Linked DNA regions of Zea mays: region 1 is linked to region 2. A link is a contact called in public Hi-C data. All regions are on one chromosome and are shown on one strand. The core of a region is the stretch at or near the end of the contact, and the rest is flanking DNA. Distances in the headings are between cores, read along the strand shown.

Region 1 (3,788 bases), core at 772-3,271, 100 kb before region 2:
TTCGTAAAATATCCTTTTCGGTGCTTTCAGCTGGATGACAGACACTCACTTTCAGTAGATGGTGCTGTTTTGATGTCTGTTTCGTCCTTTTGGTAGCCCCTTGCATGGTTTATTGTTCCCAGCCTTGTTTGGTGACAGATAACCATGAAAACGTTTCAATTTCTCAGGTAGGATTGCAAAAAAAAAAAACTGTTTTTTTTTCATTCTCCTTTACCTCATTAAATGAAATCGGGACAGGATGGGCCTTTGTTCGTCCACTATGAACAGTGTGACAGGTTGTGGTACCGGGGAAAAAATGGAAGGAAGAGAAGTACATCAGCAATGGAAAAATTTTATTTCCTTTCACCATAATTGCACCATTTATTTATTTATTTATTTCTAATCGTGCATGCACGATTGAGTTGACAGAGTCATTTCTTTTACATATAGTCTATTGAGGATGTAGGCAAAAACTTTTGTGCAGTTAAGCTTTCCATGCGCAGTCGCAATATAATCAAACTGCCGAGAGTCATAAAAAGAGCTTGTAAAAATATACAGATGTACTTCATTATTTACTCTACCAATATATTGAATTTCATATTCTAATTTATCATATGTTATGTTATAAAAAAGGAGAATTCTGTCCAGTAGAAACGAAAGAATTTATCATCATATTTTAATTTCACATCCACTGCAGTTGTTTTTTCTTTTCTTTTTGTTAATGAAACTAGAGGGGGGTGACGCCCACTGCAGTTGCTCTTGGCAGGGTAGCAGTTAGCACAGTATTCCTTGCGGAAGAAAAGACGACGTACATACTCTCAAGTCTCAAGGCAGTACTATGAACTGATTTTTCAGTTATTGTTACCATTTGAGATGCACTGCCTCTGATGCTTAGCACATGATTTCTAGCATATAATCCTCTGTTTGGTATTTCATACGCAAACGAGTGAACAGCCCCGTGGTATCCAACGGATCTTCGTTTGCAGAGCGAAGTTTGAAACAGAAGAACTCACGTTTGGTGTCCTTACATTTAAAATTGCAGAATGGGAATGTTTCCTGCGTGCCTGTATCTGTCGGTGCCATGCATTGCAAATGTCCCCTTGATGATGGCGGCCTAAGTACCGATTTAGTGGTGGTTGGACGAGCTTAAATTAATTAAACGCACACCTCCAAGTATATATACATGTCACCTGCCCTCTTCTTTTTTATATATATCTGCGTACGTACGTGCTTCCGGCTGCTAGCTGCGTGCCTAGACTTGTTGTTAGCAATAGAGCCTGCGCCTCCCTTTCCGGTGACGGCGACCTCCCTCCTACTGGCTACTGCCCGGCCCTTTTTCCCGTGACGCCGACCAGCTACTGGAACACCGTCGGTATCGGATGCTGCTCTGCTTCAAGCCCTGCGTGCCACATTGGTTGGGTCAGCTCGCGCATGATTTTTTTGGTGAAGTTTTGATACGTATGGGGGGCTTGCATGTTCCTCTGTTCCTGTTCTCTTCTCTGGACAGTTTGTTACTTTACATGCATGAGGCAGGCAAGATGATGAGACAAAAGGTTAAGATTATGTTTTTTAAGCTCTAAAATTAATAGTTAGTTACTAAAAATTAGTTGTTAGGTTTCAAACAGCCTCAACTAATACTGCAGCGAATTGTTACCTGCTAACGATTAGTTCATTAGCTGGTTCAACCTAGCTAATAATTTATTAGCTGGCTAATTATTAGCTCTAAGGATTTCAAACAGGACTTAAGCTCCCGTGATAATAAGCTACTGTATCGGACTTTGTTACCTGCATCTCCAGGTAATTAGGACCCAGTGGTGGTGGATAAGTGGGGACTGAATCCAATCCCTCCTGAGGCTGGTGGCAGTGCGGGCGGCAGCGCGGGCGAGAAGAGGCCGCTGCCGCCCGCGCGCGGGCGATAGGCGGGCGAGAGGCCGGCGCCGGGCGACGGTGCTCGCGCCCGGCGAGGGCGGGCGATATCGCCTCGCTCTCGCCCGCGCTGGAGCGCCCGCCCGGGCGAGAGGCGGGCGAGAGGGAGGCGAGGCACTGGCGGGGCGAGAGCGCGGGCGAGAGCGACGTGGCGCGATCTGATTGGTCCACGTGTCGCGATCTGATTGCTCCACGTGTGCTAGCTGTTGCAACTAGCCGTTTTTGACCGTTTGGAGTCCAAAAAATTCGAAAAAAATTGCAAAAAATCACAAATTTCATCCCCAATCCCTCTATATATACCCCTACCCGGGTGGAGCTCATTCCACACACCATTCCATCTCATTTTTCTCTTCCAAACTCCCCTTTCTTCACACAATGTCGGGTTGGTCCCCAGATTTGAACACCTTCACGGATCTCTTGCAGTCCGATGGGTCACCTACAACCCTTCCGTTAGATGAGTCTTCTTCACTACATCGTCGCTCCGATGTTTCAGCCTCACTCCCCCGTGCACTATTTCCGGCTGCGCGTCCACCACCATACCCTTATCCCTATCATTTGTATCAATATCCACCGTCTTCATATGGTCAACCTCCAACTTCCCAAGCCGGAATTCAAGCCTCATTCCCGGTACGTCTGTATGCCCCTCCCCCACCTGCTGCGGACGGAAGTCAAGCTTCTTTCCAGATACCTCCATACGCCCCTCCTTCATATGCTCCACCTCCGTATGGAGTACCTCCTTATGCTCCATATGCTCCACCTCCGTATGGAGCACCTCATCCATATGCTCCACCTACGTATGGAGCACCTCCTCCAGTTGCACCTTTATCTGTTGGATCTGAAAACCAAGCTGAGGAAAATCCCGTGCCGAAGGAAAAGCGTCCAAAGAGGCTAGAGTGGACGAAGGAAGACGAGGAAAAGCTGGTGAGTGAATCATTTCTCATTTATTTAATCTTGATTTTTTTAGTTTACTTATATTATAGGTTTTATTGTAGGTTAATGCTTGGTTTATGCATTCTAATGATCCCATCTCCGGCAACAATAAGAGCGGATCAAGTTTCTGTGGCCAAATAGCGGCAACATATAACTCCACCTCCGACCCTATCCGTCATCAAACCGCCAAGCAACTTAAAGATCATTGGGTCACCTACAACCGGGAGGTGACCAAGTTCAATGGATTCTACCTCCAAGAAGAAAGGTTGCGTCAGAGCGGAGCTGACGATGCAATGGTCATGGATGCAGCAATGGCGAGGTTCGAGGGTAAAATGGGGCATCCATTTAAGCGCCATCATTGGTGGCAAGTTGTTCGCCACGAGCCCAAGTGGTCAGCAAAGCATGGTCTTGGTAGTGGATCTGATTCGACTGCGAATAAGAGAACCCGACTCGGAGTCTCTGGTGAATATAGTTCTGGAGGCACTGAAGACACCGAGAAGGAAGTGCCCCAACCAGTGGGGCGTGATAGGGCAAAGGCTGCTGCGCGAAAGACAAAGACGAAGGGGAAAGGGAAGGAAGCCACGAGCAGCGAATCAACAAGTGAAGCATTCAAAATGAAGAACTTGTGGGGTGGATTAGTGAAGGCCAAGCTTTTGAAGCAATGGAACATCCTAAAGGGTCGATCAACCGGAGATATGGACCCGGCTGAAAGACGTACCCATGGCAGGGCCGTAAAGATGGTCGAAAAAGAACTTGGTCTGCTAGATGACGAAGAAGAGGAACCGGAAGCGGAACGTGAAGAGGAGGAAGATGAGGATGAGATCGAGGAGTCCGATTAGAGTTATGTAATTTTATTTTAATTATCATGTCATTTTATTTTAATTATTATGTACTTTGTAATTTTTAATTCAATAAAAAATATTATGTTGTGTGTTTTCTGAGCGTTGAAATAA
Region 2 (4,090 bases), core at 146-2,645:
AGCTATCCGGACCGGTCTGGTGGTGCACTGGACCTCTGCACTGTTGCAGAAAATCTATTAGTCGACCAACGACTAGCTGACATGGAGGGTCCAAACAAGCGGTTCGGTGCGGCGCACAAAAGTCTGCTTTCCTCCAACGGCTAGTTTTGGATGGAGGCTCTATAAATACCCCTAGCCAGTCATTTGAAGGTGTGGGAGCCTAAGCAACATACCAAGCAAGGTCATACACATTTCCATAACTCCAAACACTCAAGTGCTTAATAGAATCACTCGGTGATTAGCGTGGGTGCTTTGCGAAGTGCTTAGGTTAGTTAGACCGCTTATGCACTTGCTCTAGATTTGTTCCCAGTTGTGGGAGTGAGGTTAGACAACTCACAAATCCCTAGGCTCTTGCGCGAACCATTGTAAGTGTACTGAGTGGGGCAAGAGTCTTGCGAGACCACACCAACCTAGTTTATGATATAGCTGCCACCGTGTACTAGAGGGAACGAGGCCTGCGGCGTTTCAGCCGAAAGCTCGATAGTGAAGACAGCAGGTAGCGTCCGAGAGGAGGTCGGAAGCGGAGCACCACTTGCGTGTGGAGAAGGCATGCGGCTCTCTACGGAGTTACTCGACCGGATGTTTGGCCCTCGTGTGGGCTTTCCTTGTGCATGAGCACCAACGAGGATTAGTCAGAACCTTACACGGTTCTGGATTTCTCGTTAAAAATATCGGTGCGTCTATCGAAATTTGCAATCTCTATCTTTGCTTTTTAGCTTCCGCATTTACATTAGTTACTTAATTTGCAATCTATATTATTCTTAGTTTAGAATATAGGTTTGGAACTTTGGTTACATAACTCTTTTAGCGATAGAGATAGCAACACTTAGACAAAACCTGAATTGCACATTCTTGTTTAGTTATTTGCATATTTTTTGTTTAAGAGATTTATTTGTGGTCTAGATTAGCGCAATTTTAAAAGTCCTAATTCATCTCCACTTTGGCGTCTGTGTTCTTTTCATAGGCCACCTGCATTAAATAGGGATAATCTTGGCTTATACAAATACTTAATGCTCTTTAGTCAGTTTTTGTTTGTCAAACTATTAAGTTTAGGAAAGTGAAAGCAAACACGGCAAACTTAAACCGGCCGGCGGGGCTGCTGGGCGACACGGCCATAAATCCTGTCGGGCTCGGTGGACGCCGTTATGCGGGGCCGTATCTCGTGCAGGGCCGGCAGCGCCGAGACAAGGAGATCCATTCCAATCCACATTACCCACCCCCGCCGCGCGGCATCGTACGAGTAGGATCTTGTGCGGCTGCATCCGCAAATCTGGGTCTGGGAGGGAAGGGAGCATTCAACACTGGTCGGGCTGGGCCACTCGCTCATCAGTCACGCACGCCCCGTGCGCCGTGCGCGGGGCCTCCCCCTCTGTCACGGAACAGGAGTTTGGTGCTGCAGCAGAACAGAGCAGCCCACCACACCTGCACGTCAGTGTAGCAGCAAATCAAGCTCACTACCATGGCTGCAGATCCTCTCAACCATGCAAACCCTTCGACATCCGCACCCATCGAACCGACAGTTGCAGGTCATACCCAACACAAACTGGAGCATGACTTCGAGTACCATGACAATACATTACTACGCTTCAGATCCAAGGCTATTTACAGCGCTCCGCAAGGAAAAGGATTGGCCAAGCAGGCGCACCAGCGGTTTCTTGCCTGCTTTCTCCTGCTCTGCTACAACTTACCCCCAGGCGGGTCAGCACACAGAGCAGGGCACACACCCCCCAAAAAAATCCAGCTTACGACGGGAAACTAGCACCAGGAGAAGCACCATCTACAAACTGGGTACCGCGGGGCTTTTACCCGGAGGCATACACACAAAATTACCTACCTACTACACACCACTGAAACACACCCCTTTCTCGTTCTTCCGGTCACTCTGACACGTGGCCTTTTGTCTGCTTCACCACTTTCAAAAGGGCTGCAAGAAGTGAAACACACACAAGATTAGCTTAGGGTCAGTAGTTCTTCCGTGCAGCCAAGGCTAGACATTGCTGCTGAAGCTGCCTCACTGACTGGACAAGTTAGCGCGGTTCTCAGAATCGACAGCCGAAGTCGAGGGGCCGCTCCGGGGCTCTTTGGAAGCCAGCCCTCTTCCCAGCGAGTCAGACAGGCAGTCTTCGAGCCTCGCGTTTAGGGCGCCTGGGTTCATCCTCTCCACTTCCTCCCTTGTGTAGATGAAGATCTTGTGGACCATGTCACAGAACTCACTGCGCAGACAGAGGGAATCCAAGGTTAATCGTGACTGCATTTTCGATCAGCAGGCGGCGGAACGGATATTCAGGTGGGTAGGACACTTGCTTCCAGGGGTCGTCGCCGACCAGCATCATGTCGCCTTCGTTGTCAGTGTAGACGACCAACCAGTTCCTGCAAGGACTCTTCAGCTCACCATCGAAGTCAAACATCTGGTCTAGTTCGGCAATCAGCTCATCGTAGCAAGCGAACTTTGTTAGATCGATCGATCTCCCGAGGGCGCTGCCTTGCTTATGGACCTGAAATGGGAAAGCCTTGTCATATTCAGAAATTCCACAAACAACACGACGTTCCTCAAATATAATAAGAGGGCAAAAGGAGGAAAATGGAAGTAATTAGATAGAATATTTGACCATTACCATTAGAAAGCTAAGATTTCTCAAGGCCATGTCACTATGACAATGGTACATTTGTCATCACATATCTGTACTTAATAACCATTTACATAAGGCTAGACTATATATAGAAAAGGCATATTGCTTATAGATTAAAAGGCCTTATCACACTATCACAGGATTCCCAAAGCGTTCTTTTTTTCTTTTTTGACACCCAAACTTGAGGATAAATAGCTCTGTGGATGATGCCAAGCAGATCCAAACATGACACTTGCAGGAGCAAGAAAAACTTAAAGCAATCTATCAGCACGAAAGATTACAGAACTAGCAGATTTTATCGAACTGGTGCTTCTACATGCATAAAACATGTTGCCAAAAGAGACCAACAGCACATAACTTCATCGAAGCATGCTTTGAAGCCTAGGATGCATTTATGTATCAAGGGGATGACTAGAAAAGAAAAAGGTGCAAGATATGGTCAACCTTCTTGCAGCTTCTGGTTGAACTACTTTGCACTTTGTTCTGGATATTCTGGGTAGCTTCTGAACAAGGCTCATTGTTGTCTGTTGGAGAAGTTTGAAGTTTCCCGTCATATGCGACACTTGGTGGGGATACCAGAGGTTCAGATTTTTCTGGACTGCCAAGAGGAATCCCAAATAGTTTGAATGAAGTGCCTTTGGTTTTCTGAACATCATTTCCAATAACCAAAGGCTGGGACCTGATCAAACTTGACGATGCATGGTCTGTGTGGGAATTTGACTCAATAGATCCAAACCAGCCTGTGGAGCACTGATCAGTGACATGGCCCTGAAGTGAAGTGAAAGCTGATTTCCCAGTAAAATTTGCAGCTTCAGGTGTCACTAGATTATTCTGTTGAATCATCCTAAAACCACTGCTATGAGGCATAAAAGACAATGTGCCATGTAACATGTTGTGATTGGCTTGTTGAGCTGGATAACGGGCATCGGCTGTGACCCAGGTACTTGAGCGAGTCCCAGATATTTTATTAGGAAAAGGACGAAGTGGATTATGTGCATCCTTCAGTGGTTGAAATGCCGAGAACAGTTGATTGTAACCTTCTGGAGTTCTAGATTGCGTCCAACCCTCCAGACATCGTTTTGTCTGGGCAGCAATATTGTTTCTCTGTTGCTCAGTTCCTGAAGACCACATGGTAAGATCCTGAGCAGTCTTCACATCAGTGCTATCACGGTATCGACCTGTCAATTGTGTCCTTCCTTGATTGTGCAAGGCCCTTGGGAGATTATTCTGTTGCGACTCTACCATGACTTTAGAAGCAACTACATGAAAAGGTTATTTGTGCATTAGTAATGATAGAAAGAGCTGCAAGCTTCAGGTGAGTCCACAACAAGGCTAAATTCAAACCTTCTCTGTTTACAGTAGACACATCAGATGGTGAGGCGTTAACACTTGAACGAGACCTCTTGAATCTGACTGGAAGA

What was found. A called contact is a pair of places that touch in the nucleus more often than the background predicts.
Region 1: a contact with region 2 is called in a Hi-C map of ear, with 2.4 times the contacts expected there. The contact joins the promoter of LOC103640877 here to the enhancer-like site in region 2. A contact is called at or near these places in 2 of 25 Hi-C or Micro-C datasets (ear and leaf).

What each region holds. Positions count from the first base shown.
Region 1 is chr10:13,782,534-13,786,321 of Zm-B73-REFERENCE-NAM-5.0, reverse strand. It overlaps LOC103640877 (ribonuclease 3), which reads left to right and starts at 2,021. Exons shown (of 2, transcript XM_008664330.4): 1 at 2,021-2,826; 2 at 2,898-3,761. The coding sequence starts at 2,281. The coding sequence ends at 3,674.
Region 2 is chr10:13,677,461-13,681,550 of Zm-B73-REFERENCE-NAM-5.0, reverse strand. LOC100383196 reads right to left here. Exons shown (of 14, transcript NM_001175858.1): 11 at 4,014-4,090; 12 at 3,114-3,928; 13 at 2,344-2,534; 14 at 1,602-2,252. The coding sequence ends at 2,051. Among protein-coding and RNA genes, the nearest start is that of LOC100383196, 5.5 kb to the right of the region's middle. Within about 2 kb of position 1,395, at least 19 of the 20 cell types and tissues checked have an H3K27ac peak or open chromatin away from gene starts, as enhancers often do. A contact at or near this core is called in ear and leaf, where this site is marked.